3 separate regions of the Sus scrofa genome follow, and regions 1 and 3 are each linked to region 2. Evidence: chromatin contacts called from public HiChIP or PLAC-seq and promoter capture Hi-C data. All regions are on one chromosome and are shown on one strand. The core of a region is the stretch at or near the end of the contact, and the rest is flanking DNA. Distances in the headings are between cores, read along the strand shown. Region 1 holds the start of POLR2M (protein GRINL1A). Region 2 holds the start of ALDH1A2 (retinal dehydrogenase 2). Region 3 has its middle 37 kb from the start of POLR2M.

The links. Promoter capture Hi-C pulls out the DNA fragments that hold promoters and counts their contacts. HiChIP or PLAC-seq counts read pairs in DNA pulled down with a chosen protein or histone mark.
Region 1: an H3K27ac HiChIP or PLAC-seq map of skeletal muscle shows a contact between it and region 2, with 2.9 times the contacts expected there. The contact joins the promoter of POLR2M here to the promoter of ALDH1A2 in region 2. A contact is called at or near these places in 1 of 5 promoter capture datasets (liver) and 1 of 2 datasets of contacts at active chromatin or transcription factors (skeletal muscle).
Region 3: a promoter capture Hi-C map of liver shows a contact between it and region 2, with 6 times the contacts expected there. The contact joins the enhancer-like site here to the promoter of ALDH1A2 in region 2. A contact is called at or near these places in 3 of 5 promoter capture datasets (fetal liver and liver) and 16 of 47 Hi-C or Micro-C datasets (brain, embryonic fibroblasts, epiblast stem cells and 11 more).

The regions. Positions count from the first base shown.
Region 1 is chr1:114,265,605-114,268,761 of Sscrofa11.1, reverse strand. It overlaps POLR2M (protein GRINL1A), which reads left to right and starts at 1,900. Exons shown (of 4, transcript XM_005659563.3): 1 at 1,900-2,171. The coding sequence starts at 2,059. LOC102160652 (a long non-coding RNA gene) reads right to left here and starts at 2,075. Exons shown (of 4, transcript XR_300957.3): 1 at 1,740-2,075.
Region 2 is chr1:113,931,027-113,934,286 of Sscrofa11.1, reverse strand. It overlaps ALDH1A2 (retinal dehydrogenase 2), which reads right to left and starts at 1,565. Exons shown (of 14, transcript XM_021094606.1): 1 at 1,550-1,565; 2 at 723-912. The coding sequence starts at 839.
Region 3 is chr1:114,227,840-114,231,099 of Sscrofa11.1, reverse strand. No RefSeq gene overlaps it. Among named protein-coding and RNA genes, the nearest start is that of POLR2M, 37 kb to the left of the region's middle. Within about 2 kb of position 1,964, at least 6 of the 83 cell types and tissues checked have an H3K27ac peak or open chromatin away from gene starts, as enhancers often do. A contact at or near this core is called in fetal liver and liver, where this site is marked.

The DNA of each region.
Region 1 (3,157 bases), core at 651-3,150, 330 kb before region 2:
TTCATATTATTATGTCAGCTCCAAATCCAAAGCTATGTTGTGTAAAACATTCTACTACTACTGAAAATATCTTCATAGTAATTATGGTTAATGTTTACACTAAAAGTTTAAGATTAAGAAGGGGACTAGGGCGAAAGGTGGAAAGAAAGATTAGAGGGAGATTCCACCAATTAGTACCTGCTATGTGCATTAGGGAGATAGAAAAGTACAGCTCCTAAACACAATTCTCGACTTCGGAAGTTTGTTAGAAAAGAAATCATCATGCACAACACAACTGGAGAAGCATATGGTCCAATCACTAGTTATACTCCGAGACCAATTTGGGCTGGAATAACTTAAGAAGGTTCAGAGAGGAGATGAGACCTGAGCTAAGATTTATAATGGGCCAGGGGAAAAGCAACAGTCTTCCACAAAAGGAAAACAGCTGGGGGCAAAATCCCTAGGCTTGAGAGAAAAGTATCCTTTTCTCTGAGGCTTGAGAGAAAAGCAAGGTGAGGGCACCAGTGGCCCAGGATCACAAGGAATTACTACCATGGCAGGGAATAAAGGCCTTCAGGTGAGGTCCAGGGGCAGGATGATGATGGTTTTGCAGGAGCTTGCCAGGGGACAGCTAACTGATAAAGGCCTTACTCAAATGTTTCTCACTTAGCCAGGGCTGGAGCAGGTTAGTGAAATCCTTGGGCTTAAAAGCAGGCCTTATGTTGAGAATGTTAATACATTAGTTAAAACTGATCAGAATGGACCAGATTACAAGGACACAAAAACGGTTTCAACTGTGCACCCTGAAGCAGTTTCCGATTTTATTTAGAGCTTCTGTCTGATTGGGAGGGAATTGCTTGTGTTTATCATATCACCTTACAAAAGACTGAGAAAATGTAAATTTTCCATATCAAAGAAGGGGGAGGCTGGTGTTGGAGGTTATGGGGTTTTTCAAACCTCCCAAGTGATGTATGCTGTGAGACTAGCATGCTTCCTACTATTTCCTTTGGGAAACAGCCCTCCTAGCTTAACTATTAAGAGAAGCTAAGCACTAGATGTGATGCTTACTGCATTGCTTTCCTCAACAGCTTAAAACACCTTCTTACAGTTTGGAAGATTTTCAAACTGGTGTGGTAGAGCAGCTGGGCTTTTGAGTTTAATATCTGGTGTTGTCACTTACTAGTTTCATGCCCTGGGAAAACTTACATCAGTTTTTGTCTGTTTTTCTGCAGGAAAATACGGAATTGTGAGAGGTTCTCAACTGGCTTGTACAGCACCTCCCACCCCATCACCTCTTGCGGGCCTTTGGAATTGTGTGTATGAGCGTGCTGGGGATGGTAGTGGGTGGGATGCGTTTGGTACTGTTATAAGGACTCAGGAGTGCTAAAGCAATTAATGCACAGAAGCCAAATACCAGATATGCAATGCCTAATTCAGTGCCGCAAAAGAAGACTCCTGCTCCAAACGCCGGAGCCTCATTAAGAAACGCTGGTAGTCCTTAAAGGTTCTTCCAACGTTAATATCTGCTAACTTCACTGAACCTCGGACTAGGCGGGCCACGCCATGGGCCGGGGCCTCCCATGCCCTATCCGGCACATTCCCCAACATTATCAATGGTAACTCATCACTCAGATTTCCTCTTGTACTTCTCAGATGCCAGGGCCCATCGTACAATTATATTGTTTGACTGTCACCTGATAAGCATCTGACCCTCTCCCCCACGCGGTAAACACCTTAACAGTTGGGAGCGGGGCACTCACCAAATACTTTCTGAATAAACAGGCGAAGAGCTGAAACTGGTAACAGACTGACCACGCCAAACATGCCCGGCCGGCGTGTGACGTCTCACCGCAACTCCCGCCTCTTCCCGCCCCTCCGGCCACCCCCTCCTCCCTGTCCGTGTTTGTTTCCGGCGTTTCAATAAAGCTCGATTCGGCTAGAAGAAGCCCTGTTCTTCCGGGAAAATGGCGACTCCCGCTCATTCGCCGGAGTCCCTGCCCGCCGCGGATCCGGCGCCCGCAGCGGGAGCTGTCGCGGACGTCGAGTGCCCGCCGCCTCGCCAGCCTCAGCTCCCGCAGAATGTCCTCGCTGCCTCGCGGCTTCGAGCCCCAACCTCCCGAGGACTTGGGTCAGCGGAGTTTGGCAGAGCTGCGGGAAACGTTGAAGCGCCAGGAGAGACTTTTGCGCAACGTGTAAGCCTGGGTCCCGCGGAGTCACCGCCGGTCTCCTTGGGTTCGGGCTAGCCGGGACGCGCCCCTCCCCTCCCCCACCCCGATCCTTTCCTCGGAAGGTGACCTTGTCACAGTCAGCTCTTTGCGAGGTCCGCGGGCGAGTAGCCGGCCTACAGCCGTAGAGCTGACCGCGTCCAGCCAGGCATGGAGCGCATGTGGGATGGCTTCCCGTGCTCCTCCTCGTTTTACGTACTCAGCTTCTGTGTCGGTTTTCCGAACGGACGGTCTGTATCCCAAATTTTTTTGCCTTTGCCCACCACCCCAGTCGTGCCCCAAACATCCTGTCAATTTCATCTCTAGATTCTCTTTTTACAGGAAGTGGGAAGAGGGGAATTAAAAAAATGGCTTATAGGCAAAGAAAGTTTGGCTAACATTTAGATGATAGAGTTAATGGAATTTAGCAGAGGATCGATATAATGAACATGATTTTTTTTTAACCTTATTTTAGCAGGTTTGTGCAGGATAGTTTTGAGGGAGTAAGAGGCAGAAGACAGTAGGAGAATATTTTCAGAGAGCCTCTCGACAAGGAGGTTTAAGAAAGTGAACTAACTATAAGGGTCATTGTAGGATTGGGAAAATTACATCAGATATGGAATAATTTGATGTGTAGTTGACAGAGACGGCTGAAGTTTCTTGCCTGTACTGGAGGCACTAGTAATAAAAATAGAAAAGTTGGGGAGGGGAGTAGATCTGAGGTTGATTTCACTTAGGGGAGCTGGGTTGATAGAAGTTGATTCTATCAGGTTAAAAACTGGAGAAGTGGTCATGAGGCTTAAGAGAGAAGAAGGATGGGAAAATAGAGGCATCCTAACTGGAGAGGGATGTTTAATAGTTAGAATTGGGGGCATGAATATAGTGTCATAAAGAGTAGAGGGCATGAGATGTAACTTTCCCTCCCCATTTATTGGGTGGCTAAAGAAAAGAAAATCAGAAAAGGAACTTCTATC
Region 2 (3,260 bases), core at 316-2,815:
GTGCAACAACAAAAAATTCCTGCTTGGCCAAACGAAGATGCCAGAGTTCGTTATTAAAAAAAAAAAAAAAAAAAAAAATCAGTTCAAAAGCGAACCCGTTAATTTGCACAAATTTAAAGACGTCTCAAGTTTTCCAGGAAAACTGCCACAGCCTACAAAATTTGAATGAAATGCTGACATTGGATCTACGGTATTCAGCAGCCAGGTTTCCACGATATCTACAAAAGCGGCCAGAGCGCTGCGTGCCTTGGACGATCCTACGGGAAAGCCGCTCGCAGCGCACCGAGCGGGCTGCAGAGAACCCGACCGGCCCCTGAAGGCAAACCGCTGAGAAGAGACCGACTGCCAGACTGCATGGCCAACCTGGCGAGGAACGCTTCTTCCCAGTTAGAGGAGTCAAAGCCGACGCCTTTCCCGCAGCAATAGGAACCCACCCGAAGAATCGGACCAGAAGGCGGGGGCAGATGCGGTTTGGGAAAGAGCCGTTGACCCTCAGAACCTCGAGAAAGGCTGGGGCGGGTCCCCGAGGCGCCCAAGACCCCGAAGGACTCCAGAAACCCCAACCCTGAGGTCAGAGTGTCCCTAATGCTGCGCGAGGACGACAGCCTGGCCGGGGAGACCCCGGCTCCCGACCCCGTCGCGCCGCCCTCTCCAAGAGACCACGGAGAAGAAAGAAGATTCCAGAAAGTCTCCGTGGACGGCAGGCCCTTGCGGAGCCTTACCTTGGTGTACTTGATCTCGAGGTTGGGCGTGGGCGACGGCAGAAGGTGCAGGGACGCCATGAGGGCGGCGGGGTCGGCCTTCACCTCGCCGGGCATCTCGATCTTACTGGAAGTCATGGAAGCGGGCCGAGGTCTCGCTTACCCGCGGCGTGGGCTGTGCGCGCGGTCCGCGGGCCGGGGGCGCGCTCGCCTGTATATAGGCAGGTGTCAAGCTGGGGCTCTTCTTATTGGACGTGAGGGCAGAGGCGCGGGGGGCTGGTCCATCCTACCTAGGACGCCTGGGCTCAGCCCCGATTTACATAAAGCCCGCCGCCCGCGCTGCGCGGCCGGGAAGCTGGTGGCCCACGGTCAAGTGCGTCTGGCGCCCCCGTCCTCCCCCCGACCGCGGGGACTGGCTCACGCCCACGATGCCGCCGCTGTCCTCGACGGCGGGATCGAAAACGCGCGCCGCTGCCCTGAGGAACTCAGCCAGCCAGCCAGAGCTCGCCCTGGCCGGGACAGCGTTGGCGAGAGGCACACCTTGGCAGATATCGGGTACCAGTCGTGGCCCCGGAAGCGGAGCGGGGACTGGAGGGGGACCCGAGCGGCCCGGCACTGACGCGGCCCCGAGAGTTGGGCGCCGTGCCAGTGAGAGAAGCCCGGGGAGCTGAGAGGGGCCGGCCGAGGATGGGGCGAGCGACGCTGCAGCGGCCGCGGAGGTCCGTTCCCGCCCAGGGCCGCGGAATCCCAGCTCCCCTCTCTCCTGGGTACCCGCGGGACCCCCTCCGTTCTCCTTCCCTGGCCAGGGGCGTCGGGTGCTCCGCATCGACCCCTGTCCCCGCACATACCCGGTCCCCGAAACGGGGCCCGACGGGTTGTGATACGCAAAAATCCCTCGCCCCACATTGAAAATGAGTATATCCCCTGGAGCCGGTCGACGCCGCGCTGCCCTTGCCAGGACTCTCCTGCCCAGCTGCTGCCCTCTGCTGGCTGGGACCGCCCCCGGCGGTCTGGGCTGCGTCAGGAGGATGGAGCTTTGGTCCTCCACCGCTGCTCTGAGAGAGTTGGAGATTGCATTGGTCCCTCATGGTTTCACTTGGATCCCTGGTTCAGCACTTACTCTCATCACTCCAGGACACGCAAGGGTACCCCAGTTTTGCTTTTCTGTTGTTCTTCACTCCAGCACCTATAATGGGCTCCTCATTTAATTGCCCCTTCGAGATGAGCTCCATATCTATAATGCTACCCCTAATTTAAGCATTTCAGTGCTCCAACAGGTCTTATAGTTTGTGGAATGCTAGAGGTCAGCATATAGGTCCAGATCAAGAACACAGAGGACCTCACATCATATTGGACTTCTGGCTCAGTGGCTAAATCCGGGGTCCAGATGAAAAGACCTTTATAGGTCACTTCCCCTTCTCTCAGTGTAAGCTTGACAGAGGCCTATTGATTCTTATCTTAAATGCTGTTTTTAGAACTCTTAGAACTCCCATCCCCCCTTTTTTTGGCCTTGCTTCTGGCTTGGGGAAGTTCCCAGGCAGGAATGGAGCAAGCCCACAACTGTAACCAGAGCCACAGCAGTGACAATGCCAGATCCTTAACCCACTGAGCCACCAGGAAACTCCCAGAACCCCTTTTCTTTAGTGTTAAGTGTAAACCAGAAAAGATACTTTCAGTAACTAAAAACTGCTTTTATGCCCAGTGTTTGAATACTAAACAACAGTAGAAACAGACAAAAAAAATCTTGTTTTAGTATTAGAGCTAAAGAAATAACTTCTGGTATCTCAGAACCCAGAGTATCTACACAAGGTTACCAGAGTGAATTGGATTTTTGTTTTTGAGGAACTATGGACCTTATCTTAGGCCGTTGCAAGATGTCAATTCACAGGGGATCTCTATGGCCAAAAATTATGCCTTAATGACAGTACATGTTCATGAAATAGATGAAAACCTTAGGGAGTTAGTGATATAACTGAGAAATTTAAGGTTAGTTCAGTTGAGGAGCAAGGGAGAAGGCAGTAGCAAAGGAAATCAGGATGCTTGTGGAACAATTCTACAAACATGTTTTGAGCACCTTCCAATGCAAGCTGTAGTGCTAGAGACTGGGTTACAAACCAGATGGACAGCTCTTGCTGCTAGTGAGCTTAAAATCCCTTCCCCACAGAGTTAGATCAATGACTATGATACACTATGGGGAAAAGTTACACAAGAGCATCAACAACACCATCTGGGTGCCCCACCAAGGAAGAGGCCAGCTCTCTAGGGAAGCTGACCTTGGACCTGAGCCTTAAAAGATCAGGTTTCAACGAAGGAGAGAAGGACAATATAGCCATAAGAGTCCACAAGAGCAAAGGCGTAGAGATGTGAAAATGCTTTTAGGGGGCATCAGTGGTGCTGGAGGAGAAGCAGATGAGGGTGAAAAGGCTCATCTGCAACTCAAGGTTGTAAGGGCCTTAATTCTTGAAACACTGAGAAGGACACGTCATCAAAAGATTTTGAGAAAGAGTAAAGAGAAATCTGTATAAACTGATAATATTGTCAAGAAAGACTACCATAAAC
Region 3 (3,260 bases), core at 715-3,214, 300 kb before region 2:
CCTGCCTCTTTGCATTGTGCCTTCAGGAGCCCAGGGACCTATCACTTGCCCTTGGCCATGGTACCAACACTTAACTTGCAGAGACTTCGTTCACCCCCAGGCATAAACAATTCAAAGTGCTCTTCCTCTGAGGTGCCACCTGTTTCAACTGGCACTAGGGCCTTATAGTCAGGGTTTGTTGGAAGGATTTCAGGCATCCTCAGGCAAGGCAGAACTTGCTTAGCCCCCTGAAATTACTCGGAGCTACTAGGCTCATCCTTGTGTAGATATTTTTGTTGTTCCCTAAGGGATGGTTTTTTGCAGAAAGATCTCAGGGTGGGAAGCTTGGGGCCCTGCTGGCTGAGGGAGTTCCTGTGCTAGCTGATAAGGGTGTCTGTCAGCTTGCAAAGAGAAGGGTGCTCCATAACCTGACCTTACTCTTCTCCTCTTACCTCTGGGGCTGCTCCCCTGTAGGCGCCTCTCCTTCCCCTGCCCTCCAACAATGGCTGCTTTGAGCCCTTGCCCTCCTCTTCACCATGCCTGTCTTTATGGCTTGTCTATTCTCATGCTTTCATTAGTACCTCTTAGCTTTGCAGTCATGACCCTTTCCTGTGCCCCAGACTGCATTTCCAACTGCTGACAGGACATCTCCACTCACACCCTGAAGCCCCCGAGCCTCAATGCGCCTGCAGTGCCCTCTCCACCTGCTCACCCCCTTCAAGATGTACAGGTGCCTCAGCCACGTCTCCATGTCCATTAGGGCTCCTGCTGGGCTTTCCAGAATTCTTGGTTAGCAACTTTGGAGTCAGCTAGCCAAAGTCTATTGAATGCCGGCTGTGTATCAGGCAGTATGCTTAGGCTCGGGGTAGAGAGATGAATGCCAGTCACTGAGAGACCTTAAGGCACCCAGTCTAGGGAAGGAAGAGATATAACCACATGGAGTCACTAGAGAGAGGTGTTCAGGGTGCTGAGCTTTCAACGCAACAGCATTCAATAGCTGATACTTGAGGCAAATCCCAGTCTTGGCTGGCCTTGACTTTCCTCCCCATCGCCACTGCCATTGTCTTGGTTCAATCCCAAATCACTCATGCCTAGATTACTGTGACTCTCTTCTCTGTCTCCCTTGACTGTGAATTTTTCTCCATTACAGGCTAATTTTCCCACACAACTATTGTCAACAATTTACTCCAATTCTCACAAAAAAAAAAAAAAAAAAAAAAAAGTCCACCCTGGTGCCCCATCCATTCTCTGTAGCCTTATTTCAGCCCAGCGGTTTAGTGTGTGGGCTCTGGGGTCAGGCTCACTGGGCTAGAATTTTAGCTCTGTTGTGGAATTGGCTGTGGACCTCTTGCACTTACCCTTCCGGTGACTGTTTCCTCACCTGTCAAATCAGGATAATAATAAGGCCTACCTTATAGCTTTACGAAGACAGAAGGAGTTTATATAGACAAAACTTACAGTAAGCACTAAATAGGAACTTAGTATTACCCCTTTCCACTGTTTCCTAGTTAAGGGCCCCTTGCTCTGCAGAGGCCTCCTAATGAGTCTGGGATTTTCAATCTCTGTTTCCCAAGAGACACCAGACTTTTCTGGTGATGCTGCTCCTGCCTATGTACCAGACCCAGCTCAGGTCCCTGAAGCCGAAGGACATTTTGTCAGCTTCCTCAGTTCCCGGTGACGTCTGTCACTTTGGCTTGGATCACAGATACAACAGAGGCCCTTAAATACAGTTCTTTGTAGACTTCCCCTAAATATACTACCCTTCCTTCCAGCAAGCGTGGATCATGGGAACAACCTTCTAGCTGACATCTGCATCCTCTCTGCTCCGAAGCTAGCAACCGTTTTTTGTTCAGGGTCAGATACCAGCTATTTTAGGCTTTGAAGGCCATGTGCCAACAACTCGACTCTCAAATCCTGCAGTCTGCTGGTGTCCTGAGATACATCTTTCTCTATAAAAGCAGGGAGTGAGCCTGACTCGGCCCTGGGCTATAGTTTGCTGACCCTCTCCTCCAGCTGAGAGCCAATCTGCTAGCAAACCCTGCTGCCCAGCAGGCCTCTCTGGACTTTCCTCCCAGGACCAGATGACTGTTTGGCCTCTGGTCAGCTTTGGGGAGTGTTGAAGTAGCCTGGTGTGCTAGAGTGAACCCTGCTCCTTCTGACAGCTTTTTGTTCCTGAGATCAGCCTGAGCAGGCAGGATTGGGGTTGGGGGTGGGGAGGGTGGGGGGCAGTGAGGGGTTTGGGGTGGTACAGACATTTTAGCAAGAGGAAACCATCCCCTTCTCATCCCCTTCTACCTCCCTAAGCCTCAGTTCATGGTCCATTCACGCTGCCCTCAGCCCCAGGCACAGAGGTTGACAAATACACATTCTATAACTACCTTACACAGTAAAAAAGGTAAAGTCTCTTCCATGTAGATAATATGGATCCACTACACAAATTGACAATAGCCAGGAAATTGGAAACTTAGAGCTCCAACTTCTCCCACTGAAGTGTCTTTGGCCTCTCTCCGGGCTGGGGCTGGGCTGGCTTCTGGGTGTGGTGGTGTGCCCTTGACTCTGTTGTCATTGGTCCCAGAGCTTCTCTGTGGGCCAAGCTCTTTGCCCAGTATTGATCTGCCATTTGTGAGGACCCCACTGCCCCAGACCCCGTCTCCCCCCTTGCCTTCCTAGAGGCTTTGTGGGGAAGGCATTGACTCCCCAAAGAAAGTCCAGCCAGTAAGCCCTGGTTACCCTCTCTTAATGGAATCTTCCTTAAGGGAGACAGAAAGAGCCCCCTGGGGACTGCCCTGCTTATATTCTCCATCACCCCTTGGGCTGTCATCAGGGGATTAATTATAATTTCAATCGATGGGTACTTGAGAGAAGGTGAACCATTTGCCCTCCCCTAGCACTTGACATTTCAAACATTGGACAAGGAAAGGTGGCTTTGTTTATTTATTGAGCTATTATGGCCTAAAGCTAAAAGGGGTGCCTGACAAGAAGTAAAAAAAAAAAAAACCCAAAAAAACCCTCCTTTTGGGGATTAAATCTTTAAGCACAAATTGCTTTGTTACTGGTCAGTATTTGAGAAAAAAACTCAGGGAAAGATATATTCATTTGCTATTGCATACATTTTTCTCTATCTCACTGGGTATGCCGAAAGTAAGCGCCTTCTCCAGCATTTCTGACATCTGGTCTTAATATTTGCAAGTCTTTGTTTCATGTACTTTTGATAGACAACATTTTTTTTTGTGTGTAGAGCATTTTGTTATTAGACTCTGTGAAATGTTGATATTAGTCTG